Regions from separate parts of the Sus scrofa genome. Here all the other regions are linked to region 1. Evidence: chromatin contacts called from public Hi-C and promoter capture Hi-C data. All regions are on one chromosome and are shown on one strand. The core of a region is the stretch at or near the end of the contact, and the rest is flanking DNA. Distances in the headings are between cores, read along the strand shown. Region 1 holds the start of ZNF568 (zinc finger protein 568). Region 2 holds the start of ZNF570 (zinc finger protein 570). Region 3 holds the start of LOC106510528 (zinc finger protein 461).

What was found. Promoter capture Hi-C pulls out the DNA fragments that hold promoters and counts their contacts. A called contact is a pair of places that touch in the nucleus more often than the background predicts.
Region 2: a contact with region 1 is called in a Hi-C map of liver, with 4 times the contacts expected there. The contact joins the promoter of ZNF570 here to the promoter of ZNF568 in region 1. A contact is called at or near these places in 3 of 5 promoter capture datasets (fetal liver, fetal skeletal muscle and liver), 3 of 47 Hi-C or Micro-C datasets (heart right ventricle, liver and skeletal muscle) and 1 of 2 datasets of contacts at active chromatin or transcription factors (alveolar macrophages).
Region 3: a contact with region 1 is called in a promoter capture Hi-C map of fetal liver, with 2.7 times the contacts expected there. The contact joins the promoter of LOC106510528 here to the promoter of ZNF568 in region 1. A contact is called at or near these places in 2 of 5 promoter capture datasets (fetal liver and liver), 3 of 47 Hi-C or Micro-C datasets (heart right ventricle, liver and skeletal muscle) and 1 of 2 datasets of contacts at active chromatin or transcription factors (alveolar macrophages).

Annotation. Positions count from the first base shown.
Region 1 is chr6:46,120,191-46,124,207 of Sscrofa11.1, reverse strand. ZNF568 (zinc finger protein 568) reads left to right here and starts at 2,702. Exons shown (of 8, transcript XM_021097146.1): 1 at 2,702-2,873. It overlaps ZNF829 (zinc finger protein 829), which reads right to left and starts at 2,682. Exons shown (of 6, transcript XM_013998466.2): 1 at 2,406-2,682; 2 at 1,678-1,751. The coding sequence starts at 1,710.
Region 2 is chr6:46,441,186-46,444,905 of Sscrofa11.1, reverse strand. ZNF570 (zinc finger protein 570) reads right to left here and starts at 2,349. Exons shown (of 5, transcript XM_013998450.2): 1 at 1,959-2,349; 2 at 1,106-1,180. The coding sequence starts at 1,138.
Region 3 is chr6:45,741,792-45,745,463 of Sscrofa11.1, reverse strand. It overlaps LOC106510528 (zinc finger protein 461), which reads right to left and starts at 1,620. Exons shown (of 4, transcript XM_021097140.1): 1 at 1,474-1,620. The coding sequence starts at 1,482.

The sequences.
Region 1 (4,017 bases), core at 1,453-3,952:
AAAGATTTCAACAGGCCTATCACAAAGAAGATATGATATACTGATATCCAATAAGCATATGAAATGGTGTTCAATCTCATTATTAATCATGGAAATCCAAATTCAAACCCGTGTGCATATATGTACCTGTGTGATTGTATAAATGAATATTTAGTAGTTCCCACAGTGGTGCAGTGGGTTAAGAATCTGCCTGCAGAGGCACAGGTTCAATCTCACGCAAACTTCCATATTCTGTGGGTAGGGCCATAAAAATAAATGAAATACATATTTAAAGATTTCATTTTTGGGAGTTCCTCTAGTGGCCTAGCAGTTAAGAATTGTCACTGCTGTGGCTTGGGTTTGATCCCTGGCCAGGGAATTTCTGCATGTCACAGGCATGGCCAAAAAAAAAACCCCAAACCATTAAGATTTCATGTCTGACACAACTGATCTGAAGAAAAGGATAAACCATACCTCATGCAAATAAAAAATGTATCTTTGAACAATGGTATTTACAAAGATCAACATAGAAGGATGACACTTTTTAGTGAAAATATAGAATATAAAATGATAAGTATAATTTGATTTTGGAAAAATAATGAAAATACACCAAAAATTATCACTAGTTATTTGAGTGGTCTCATTTTTTCTCGGGAATTCTGTGTTTTTGAAATCTCTAAAATAGCCATACTTTATTTTAAAATCATAATAAATAGTTTTTTGGGTTTTTTTGCTTTTTGGGCCAAACCCATGGAGGTTCCCAGGCTAGGGGTCAAAACAGGCCATAGCCGCTGGCCTTCACCAGGGCCACCGCAACACCAGATCTGAGCCATGTCTGCGACCTATTGCCACAGCTTGCAGCAATACTGGATCCTTTCACCCACTGAGTGAGGCCAGGAATGAACCCACATCCGCATGGATACTAATCATGTTCTTAACCTACTGAGCCACAGCGGGAACTCCATAAATACTGCATTTAAAAAGAAAACTTGGCAAACAGAAATGGACCCATTTTCCAAATACGTAAATATTAGGAATATGGGAGTTATGCACTTCGATAGAATCAATTATACTTTTTTCTGGTGGGAAAATTATAAGAACCTATAATCAAAAGACATATCCTTGGAGTTCCCAACGTGGACCAGCAGTCAGTGAACCCGACTAGAATCTGCGAGGATGCAGGTTCAATCCCTGGCCTCTCTCAGTGTGTTAAGGATCTGGCATTACCCTGAGCTGTGGTGTACGTTGCAGACATCGCCCGGGTCCTGTGTTGCTCTGGCTATGGTGTAGGCCAGCAGTTACAGCTCCAGTTGGACCCCCTAGCCTAGGAACCTCCATGTACCACAGGTGCAGCCCTGAAAAGACAAAAAAAAAAAAAGGGAGAGAGAGGTATCTTTTTTTTCTTGGTCTTTTTAGGGTGGCACCTGCAGCATATGCAAGTTCCCAGGCTAGGGGTCAAACTGGAGCTGCAGCTGCCAGCCACAGCCATGGCCACGCCAAATCCAAGCCACATTAGCAGACACCACAGCTCATGGCCACACAGATCCTTAACCCACTGAGCAGGGCCAGGAATTGAACCTGTGTCCTATTTGTTGGGTTCTTAACCCACTGAGCCACAACAGGAACTCCTCAAGTGACATATCTTTATTAAGCATTAATTTTCAGAAGAAGGAAAGCAAAAAAGAAACTTCAACATACTTTGGACACTGCTTGTAGAAGTTCAGCATGCATTCTTTCCTTCTCTTCTGCTCCTCACTTGGCAAAGGGTAGAACTAGATGAGAAAGTAATAGTTTGAGACACCAGGTTTTTCTGATTGCTCAAACTGGTCAAGTCAGGGCTCAGCCCCAGTCTCAGCCCTAAGCCTCAGCACACACTCAGGGAATGGAGATCAGAGGAAAATGGGGCGTCCCACCCAATTTCAGTGTTTCAGGAGAAAGTTGAGGTTACAGCTGTCGAGGACTAAAGTCTGACCAAACCTCACAGAGGTTTCCTAGAGACAGAGCTGTGAAGTAACAATCGCACAGTTGACAGGAGCCTCCTACCCATAAACGCGGTGCTACATTCATGAGGCACAGACATACTTAAAACAAGGGAACACACACTCCACACCTGCACACATAGAACCACACATGGCAACACAGATAATATACCAAACTCACCATGGAACACATGTTACATTCGCATAGCCGCAGGTATCCTAGTGTCGCGTGGTCACAATCACACACCACCATAGGGACACACGGTCACAACCCCATATGCAAAAGGGTCGCAAAATCTCCCCTTTTTCAGTCCGTTCCGCCCGCACAGGCACAAGCACCAGCCTCCGTATCAGCCTCTGGCCTCCTCAATTTCAGCCTCCTCCAGGTCCCCCAGGATCCCAACCCGCAGAGCTGAACCAGTGCCCCACGGGCCCACGATCGCCCACCTCATGGATCTAACAGTCCCGCCAGGCGTGACGCAAATTTCGAGTTCCTGCGAGAAGAGCGACCGGCCGCTAGGCCCTCTGGGAAATGTGGTCCACAGTGGGCCCCACAGCTGATTTCTCTCAGCGCCCTGCTAGGGCTCACCCTGATCGACTGCCCCCGCAACTGTGAATTTAGTCGGGCCTCAGAGACGCCACGCGCGGTAGCTCGGGCACTCGGGCTTAACCACCTGAGCCGACCAGGCTCACCCCGGTCTCCCTCACACAGGAAACGCCCCCTCTGTTCTGGCCGGAAGTTGAGTCAAGCCGTGAGGCCTTCTGGGAGGTGTTGTGTTGTGGAACGTCCGTTGGGAGGCAGACGCGGTGGGGTGGTTCGACGTTGCCAGCGCCTGGCCCGGGCCTTCCTCGGGTCTCCTTCATCCATCCTCTCGGAAACTGCGCGCTAGATGTGCATTCGGGCGTTTCCGGCAGGTGACGCTGCCGTGTCCCCAGAGCGGGACTTAAGGAAGGGGCTCAAGCCATCTGGGCAGCATCAGCGCGCGGCTAAAGGGGTGGAGCCTTTAAGGAGGCCCCAAGTGTTTGGAGTAGCGGCAGTGCGGAGAATGCTCCTGGAGAGTTGTTGGAGTTCTCAGAACGAGAAACTGTGGTGGAGAGTTACTGTGTGTGTGTGTGTGTGTGTGTGTGTGTGTGAGTGAGAGAGAGAGAGAGATTGTGGTGATGTGAGAGTGATGGGGGTGTGGTTGTGTATGAGTGTGATGGAGTAATTGTGATAGGATGTGTAATGGTGATGTTCGTGATTGTGATTTATGAAAACGTTTGTGGTGTTGTTTGTGTAATTGCTAGGTGGATGTGCAATGTGTGAGTGTGGTGAGGTGTTGGCAATTGTAATTTGTGTAGTGGTTCTTGTCTTGCCTGAGTTGACTTCTGTGTAGGCATAATTGGTAACCGCTTGAAAAAAATTGTATTTGGTTTCAAGTGGTCCTTTTTCCTCATTGCCCACTCTTTGTTAGCCCTCTTTCCTTTGGTGACATTGTCCAGATTTATTTTATTTATTTATTTTTTGGGCCTTCTTTTGGCTTTTTTTATTATATGTATTATTTATTGTCATTATAATAATGCTGCCTGACAAACAGCTCTTAAACTCGGTGGAATACAACAGCAAGCATTTATTTTCTTGTTCATAGGGTTACAGGTCCTTTATGTTCATTTTACCTAGGCTGGGCCTGCCTGGATGGATGGGCTGCAGAATGGATTCAGACCTGCTCCATAGGCGTTCTTTCTGCAGCTCAGGCTAAAAGGACAGTGGTTACCAGGACATGTTCTTCTCATGGTGGATCACCAGAGTACAAGACAGATCTTAAAAGCATCCTTAAAATTTCTTTTCCTGGAGTTCCCGTCGTGGCGCAGTGGTTAATGAATCCGACTAGGAACCATGAGGTTGCGGGTTCAGTCCCTGCCCTTGCTCAGTGGGTTAACGATCCGGCGTTGCCGTGAGCTGTGGTGTAGGTTGCAGACACGGCTCGGATCCCGAGTTGCTGTGGCTCTGGTGTAGGCCGGTGGCTACAGCTCCGATTAGACCCCCTAGCCTGGGAACCTCCACATGCTGTGGGAGCGA
Region 2 (3,720 bases), core at 1,100-3,599, 320 kb before region 1:
GACGGTAGGACAAAAAGAACTTCCTGATGGAAGACTTTTAACTGGGGAGTTCTCATTATGGCTCAGTGGAAACGAATCTGACTAGCATCCAAGAGGACACAGGTTCAGTCCCTGGCCTTACTCAGTGGGTTAAGGATCTGACATTGCCATAAGCTGTGGTGCAGGTTGCAGACACAGTTCGGATCCCACGTTGCTGTGGCTGTGATGTAGGCCTGCAGCTACAGCTCTGATTAGACCCCTAGTCTGGGAACCTCCATATGCTGTGGGTGCAGCCCTAAAAAGACAAAAAAAAAAAAAAAAAAAGATTTTTAATTGGAACATCTGAGATGGGAAAGTATATAAAAGTATTACAATAGATTCTTCTGTTTCTTTCTTTGTCCCATTCAGTTTATTTTCAATAGCAGCCAGTGTGATGGGAATCAGATCATGCCCCTCCGATGCCCCAAAATTTCCAGTGGCTCATTTCACTCAGTTTGAGACAGATGAATCCGAGGTATCCATTCCACAACTAAATGAAGATGCTGAATAGGCAGTTAGATATATTCGTCTGGATTTTTGGAGAGGGTTCTGGGCTGTATACAATTTGGTAGTTGTTGGCATATTGATGGTATTTTAAGCCATGAGACGAAATGAGATCAACAAAGGAGTATAGATAGAGAAGAAGATAAGGACTAAGCCCTCTTAGTTAATAGGTGCTTAGTAAAAATCTGTTTATTGAATGAACATTTGGACAGAGACTAGAATGAATAAGTTAGTCTGTATCTGGGGGGACAGCATTCTAGGTAGAGGTAACAGTAAGTGCAAGGCCACGAGTTAAAAGTGTACTTGACTCACTAAAAGGAAGCTAGTGTGGCTGGAACTGAGTGAGTGAGTTAGAGACAGAGCGAGAAAAATTAGATGAGGTTGGAGGGATAGCCAGGGACCAAATATTTACCGCCTTGCAGGCCAGGGCAAGGACTTTAGCATTTATCCAGAATAAGGTGGGAATCCATTGGAGGATTTTAAAAAGTGATGTGATTGGTTACCCAGAAAGGTTTCAGCAGAAGGAAAGTCTGCTCTTTTGAAAAGCAGGAAAATATTTCAGGAAAGAGAAACACTAACTCACCTGGTACATGGCTTTAAGAAGTCCAACAGCCATTCTTTCCTCCCCTTGGCTCTTCACTTGAGAAATGGCACAGCCCTTAGATGAGTGAGATGAAGAAAAGAACATCAGAAACTAGGCTTTCCTTGCAGCATCCAGAATAAGCAGCATAGAATTTTTTGGCTTCTTTTTTCCTCTGTTGCACCCTTCCCTCCAATAGAGAAAGCTTAATAGAGACCTAGGAATCTAATGGCATACAATTTAACCTGTGCCTAAATCACTTCCTAATTTATTATTTTAACAACAGATTTTCTAGATTTTGCAAATAAAGACTGACTCCAAGCAATGTAACTATTTGCATAAAGACACACAGCTAATAAATAACAGCACCAAGATCAAACAAAGGTCTTCCTGACTCCACTTATCTTTCTTTCTCCTCACCAGTAGATCAGTGGCTCTGAAACTTGGTGACACACTTGGCTAGCTTTAATGGATATTGGTGGCACAGTCTCACTCAGTCCCCACTACCCTCCCCGACACACACATACATTCACAAATTCTTAAAAACTACAGCGCCAACCACCATCTTACGAAGATCACAGTCAGCGGCCATGGGTACCGGCAGACTCACACCGTCACCTCTCCCATAACACCCAGCCTCAAATATCAGTGTATCACAACCGATGGTCTCACTCACACACTCCAACCACAAAGAGGCCGAGGATACAGGAACAACAGGGGACAGAGTCCCCTCTCACCCCTACTGACAGTCTCACCTTCTGTGGCACCAACCATCGACTCACACCCACAGTCACAGAAATCTGATGTGCACAGGCATATCGGGTGACAGGCTCACGCACCGTAAGGTATCAATCACCTTCTCACACGAAGAGTCACAGAAAAGGCCCAGGACCGACGTCTGGGTGACCCACAGGCCACTCCTCAACCCACTTCCTACCTGCAGAACTGAACTGCCGGAAGATCGGGTCCCAGCCCGGAAGGCTCCGGCAACCTCCTCTCGGGCCCACCTCCTGCCCTGAATCTGAAGGAACTCAGCCTCCGCGGGCCTGGAAATAAGCGACTCGGCCTCCGGAGGACACAAAGGCGCCAGGGGCCCAGTGCTCGCGGGGGCCTCTGGGAAATGTAGTCCTAACCAGAAAAAGCCTCGGCGCGGGGGATACCAACAGCCACAGGGCGGCTCTGCTGGGGATACGTAACATCGCCCCCTACGCCCCGGCTCCTGCCACAGCGAATTCCCCCTGGCCTTGCCGGAGCGTGGAAGTCTCAATCGCTTCCTCTCTGCTTCAAACCTGGGTCCGCCACAGGACGAGGCCAAGCGTCACGCTAGACGGTTTCGGATTGAAGTGCGCAGGCACTAGGTCTCGGTCCACCTCCCTTAGTAACCAGGCGGAGAATTACAGGCAGTGTGTTAACCGCAGGGGGTCGAGTTGGTGTGTAGGGCCGCCCCTACACAAAGTGGGTGAGGATGAGGTCCCATATTCTGAGAGACGGGAAAAAAAAGTGTGGCGGGGCAGTTGGGAGTGAAGTGCGCAGATGCATTATGTTCCCTCCCGGTCCTACCTCCCACTAGGGCGTTCTTGCCCTGGGAATGAAGACCGGAGGGGAGGGGTCAGGATCTAGAAGTTCATCCCTTTGCGTATGATTCCTGTATTTGTGATTTGGTGACTGTGGATGTGAATGTGTCCCGTCTTCCTAAAATAGATCCTCTGCCGGGTATCTTCAAAGTTCCCTTACTGGCTACATACGGATGTAAATGTCTCCAACAGGTCTTCTCTGATTACACCTCTCCTTCAATACTCCATGACTCCTTAACCTGACTCTATACCCCCTTAGAACAATAGTGTTTATAATTTATTTGTTTTGGTTTCTGTCACATGACTGATTTTGTCGGTTACTGCATGACCTTTTGATCCTGTCGTGTGTGTTGAGAGACCATGCAAAAATCTTGAATGTTGGAGTGAGCATGGTGCATTTCTGTGACCATGTGTGTGATTGTGTTATTTGTGTGTGACATTTGTGAGGTTAACTATAAGAATGTACTATGATAGAAAGTGACTGGTAGAGAGTGGAGTAGGAGTGTATGGCAGACCTTGAGGATCAGACCAATGGGTGTGGGTTTTCTTGAGATCATTTCATAATAATAAGGTAGTTCATCAAGAGAAAATAATCATAAATGTTTATGCACTTAATAATAACATCAAAATACATGAAAGAAAATCTGATAAAGTTAGGAGAAGGAGATAAATCCACAATTATAATCCAGATGTTCCGCTTATACTCTCAGTAACTGTTAGAACAAGTAGGCAGAGAATCAGTTTAAAACAGAAAATTTGAAAAACACTGTCATCGACCTAACTGATATTTACAGAGCACTGCAACCAACAACAGCAAAAAATATTAATTAAAAAATAAAATAAAATGAGTTCCTTAGTGGCCTAGCAGTTAAAGATTTGGCATTGTCACTTTTATGGCTCAGTTTGATTCAACAACAAACAAATCCACAAAAACCCTAATTTTTTCAAGTGCACATGTAACATTTACAAAGATAAAAAATATTCTGGATACTTCACATTGGACAGTCACCTGTGTGGGAAGAAAAGAGGAAGCTAAATTAAATA
Region 3 (3,672 bases), core at 371-2,870, 380 kb after region 1:
TCCCAGGTCCAGTCAGAGCTACAGATGCCGACCTACACCACAGCCCCAGCCATGCAGGATCCCAGCCATGTCTGACTCCTATACCACAGCTCAAGGCGACGCCAGATCCTTAACTCACTGAGCAAGGCCAGGGATTGAACCCACATCCTCAAGGATACTGGTCAGGTTCCTTACTGCTGAGCCACAATGGAACTCCCATAACAAAGGAATTTTTGAAGGTTAATATGAACATTTCAGGGAAGAAGCAGCACTCAATAATCTTAGACACTTTTTGTACATGCAACAGTGCTATTCTTTTAGCCCATTTGAGGTGGGGTTTTTTTGGTCTTTGTGCCATTTCTTGGGCCGTTCCCACGGTATATGGGAGGTTCCCAGGCTAGGGGTCTAATCGGAGCTGTAGCTGCCAGCCTACACCAGAGCCACAGCAACGCGGGATCCGAGCCACGTCTGCGACCTACACCACAGCTCATGGCACCGCTGGATGGTTAACCCACTGAGCAAGGGCAGGGATCGAACCCGAAACCTCATGGTTCCTAGTTGGATTCGTTAACCACTGCGCCACGACGGGAACTCCCCATTCGAGGTGTTTCTAAGGGGAATGGCAGAAATAGTGAGGCAGAGAAAAATTATGAGATAACAGGCTTTTCCTGCAGCTCAAACTTTGTGTGACTTTTGAGTGTGATATGCAGTAGCCAGAGCCGTGGAGACTACATTTCTATGATTGTGTGAGCTATGTTTCTATGTTCTAGGTCATAAGTTTCTGCTCTATGTTATGTTCTCTATTTCTATGATTCTTGTGTGAGCTCTTCAGATCCTGTGAGAGCTCTTCAGTTGAGGAAGTAGACTAAGTTGGCAAGGGTAGTGCTTGTTTGTTTTTTGGCTGCGCCTGTGACATGTGCAAGTTCCTAGGCCAGGGATCGAACCCGGGTCACAGGAGTGACCCAAGCCACTGCAAGGTGATAGTGCAGTTGGATCCTTAACCTGATGAGCCATAAGAGAACTCCAAGAGTAGTTTTTTTGTTTTCATTACTTGCTGTTGCTATAATATATGTCGCTTTGCCTGAAGTTTTGTGATAATAAACATGGGGTAGCTTATGTGATTTTGGTTTTATGACGCGTGTATGAATCCACAGGTGACTACTGGAATGTCTCCCTAACTACTTCGTTGCGTGGTTGTAAGGGTTTGTGTAAATGTGCTTTTCTTTTATATAAATAAATGGGGCTTACACAAAGAGCCAATTGCAATCATGGTCACAAACACAAACGTCATTTACACATATGCCCATGCACACAATTACACTGTCACAAAAGCATGACTCCAGGAGCTGTCACAACAGCCAAATACACTTAGTCCGGAGACTAATTTCCGTCACACACCCACATCCTAATCCCTCCCTCCGGTTGCTCCTGCACTTAGAAACCTAACACTCCAGACACTCCTCTTGCCAGTCCTGGGGCGACAGGATTCGTTACCTTCAGCATCCTCAGGAGGAGCTCTGGTCCAAGCTCTGACTCGAATTCCAGGACCCACGCAGAGCCCTGCCTACTGAACCCGTCCTGGGAAGCCCTCAACCGCCTCTGCCGCTGACCATTCACCCGACGTTCCTACCGGAAGTAGCTCTGGCGCGCTGTGGGCTCTGGGAAACGTAGTCCGCGAGCAAGGAGCCTGGGAGGCTAGCGAAGTAGGTAGATCTTCCGCCAGACTTCCTGCCGCACCTGCGCGCTTTCAATGAGGCTATGAGAGATGCCACCACCGCCCAACTGAGGGGCGCAAACTCGGATCTGATGCAGAGAGCTTCAGCCTCTGCTGTGCGGTTGCTATGCTGGATGTGTTTTCTGTCCACGTATCCGAAAGCGCGTCAGATCGAGAGGGAGAGGATTATGTGACAGCGAGTGGAGGGTGTCAAGCGTGAGAAAACTCGTATGTGAAAGCGGATGTGGTGCATACTTGTATAGGTTTAGGCGGTGAGCTTGGCCACGCGCAGTGTTTGTGTGGTGGCATAATGTGATGTGATTTAGGTATGCGCTTGAGACAGTGATTGGTTACTCATGATTGCGGGTGGCGCGGTTACACAGGCAATGACCTTGTAACATTCAGTGTGCCAGGTCTACCTGTGACTACTGGGAGGATTTGGCTGTGGCGAGTGTCCGCGGGTGAATTTCACTAGAGAAGGGAGGAAGCTTGTCTCTTAGGACTAGGAGGCACCGAATGGATGAATCACAGATTCCTGGTGAAGGGTGAACTGGTTCTGAGCCTTATCTTGGCGGTGGAGGGGAGGGGGGGGTTGTGAGGTGATACTGTGTGTCTAAGTGTGCATGAGAGACTGGAATTAACTGAGAGGGGTGGAAACTAGTACAGATTAACTGCCAGAAGGGACAAATCTATGGTAAAGATTTTTAACCTTGCTGAGAGGCCAGAAACCCTATCTCTTGTGTGAGGAAATGTATCTGTGAGAACATGGGATTGTGTTTCTTTGTCGATTCTTGATCATATGTGTGAGATGGTGTGCACTTGAGACTATCACTGGGAGAGAGTGTTGAGTGAAACGTACGAAGTTTGTGAAAGTGGTTTGTGACTAGAGCCAAATCTCTGGATGAATTTTATGACAGTGAAAATATATGTTCAGTGAGTGAGTATAATGCTGTGATTTGAGTTTGATATTTTAACTGAGTATGATTGGGTAGGAGATCACATGAGAGATTTGGTAGATACATTTTTGTGTGTGTTAGAAGGCAACTTATGTAAGTTAAAATCTTGATAGAGATAGTGTATATGGTTGTGATTTTATATTAGTAACTACATGAGAGACTGCAGTATTACAAGTGTGTGAGATTGAGTTTACTACCTATAAAAAGACAATGATGGGAATTCCCATAGTGGCTCAGTGGTTAATGAATCCGACTAGGAACCATGAGGTTGAGGGTTCTATCCCTGACCTCGGTTGGTGGTTTAAGGATCCGGTGTTGCTGTGGCTCAGATCTCGTGTTGCTGTGGCTCTGGCGTAGGCCAGTGGCTACAGCTCTGATTAGACCCCTGGCCTGGATCCTCCATATGCCGCGGGTTTGGCCCTCAAAAAACGAAAGACAAAAAAATAAATAAAAAGCAAAATGACCATGACTTTTTTTTTTTAATTTCTGTCATGTGGTAACTGGAAGAATGGTTGATGTTCTTTGGTAGACGTGAAAGATGGTAAGTCTGCTAAACTCTTTAACTTGACCTGTATAAATGGAAGAGTTCTAGGGCAAGAGAACAAAAGTCTAGCTTGAATGATAAGAGTCACAGCCCCTCATTTCTCAGACTTAACCCTCTATACAGACTTAGAACCTCTGCAATGAGTGGCCCTGCTACATTACCAAAAATTTACATTGTTAAATTTTCCCCTAAGCTTTCCCAAAGGAACCTACAGCCTTTACCCGGATAACTATGTCAAGGAAAAGGAAGTGATCAGAACTTTCAGGGAATACTGAACACTGGTTCTGGACACTAATTTTAGGAGACCCAAAACATCACTGTGGTTCACTAGTCAGGGTGGACCAGGGCCTGTAGCAGTCAGGTGATCGATGAAGTTTTAGCTCAAGTCCATCTAAAGTAGACCCTAAACCCATCCTGTGGTTTTTTCCCCCCCCAAGTCCTGGAATGGATAATTGGGATAGACATACTCAGCAGCTGTT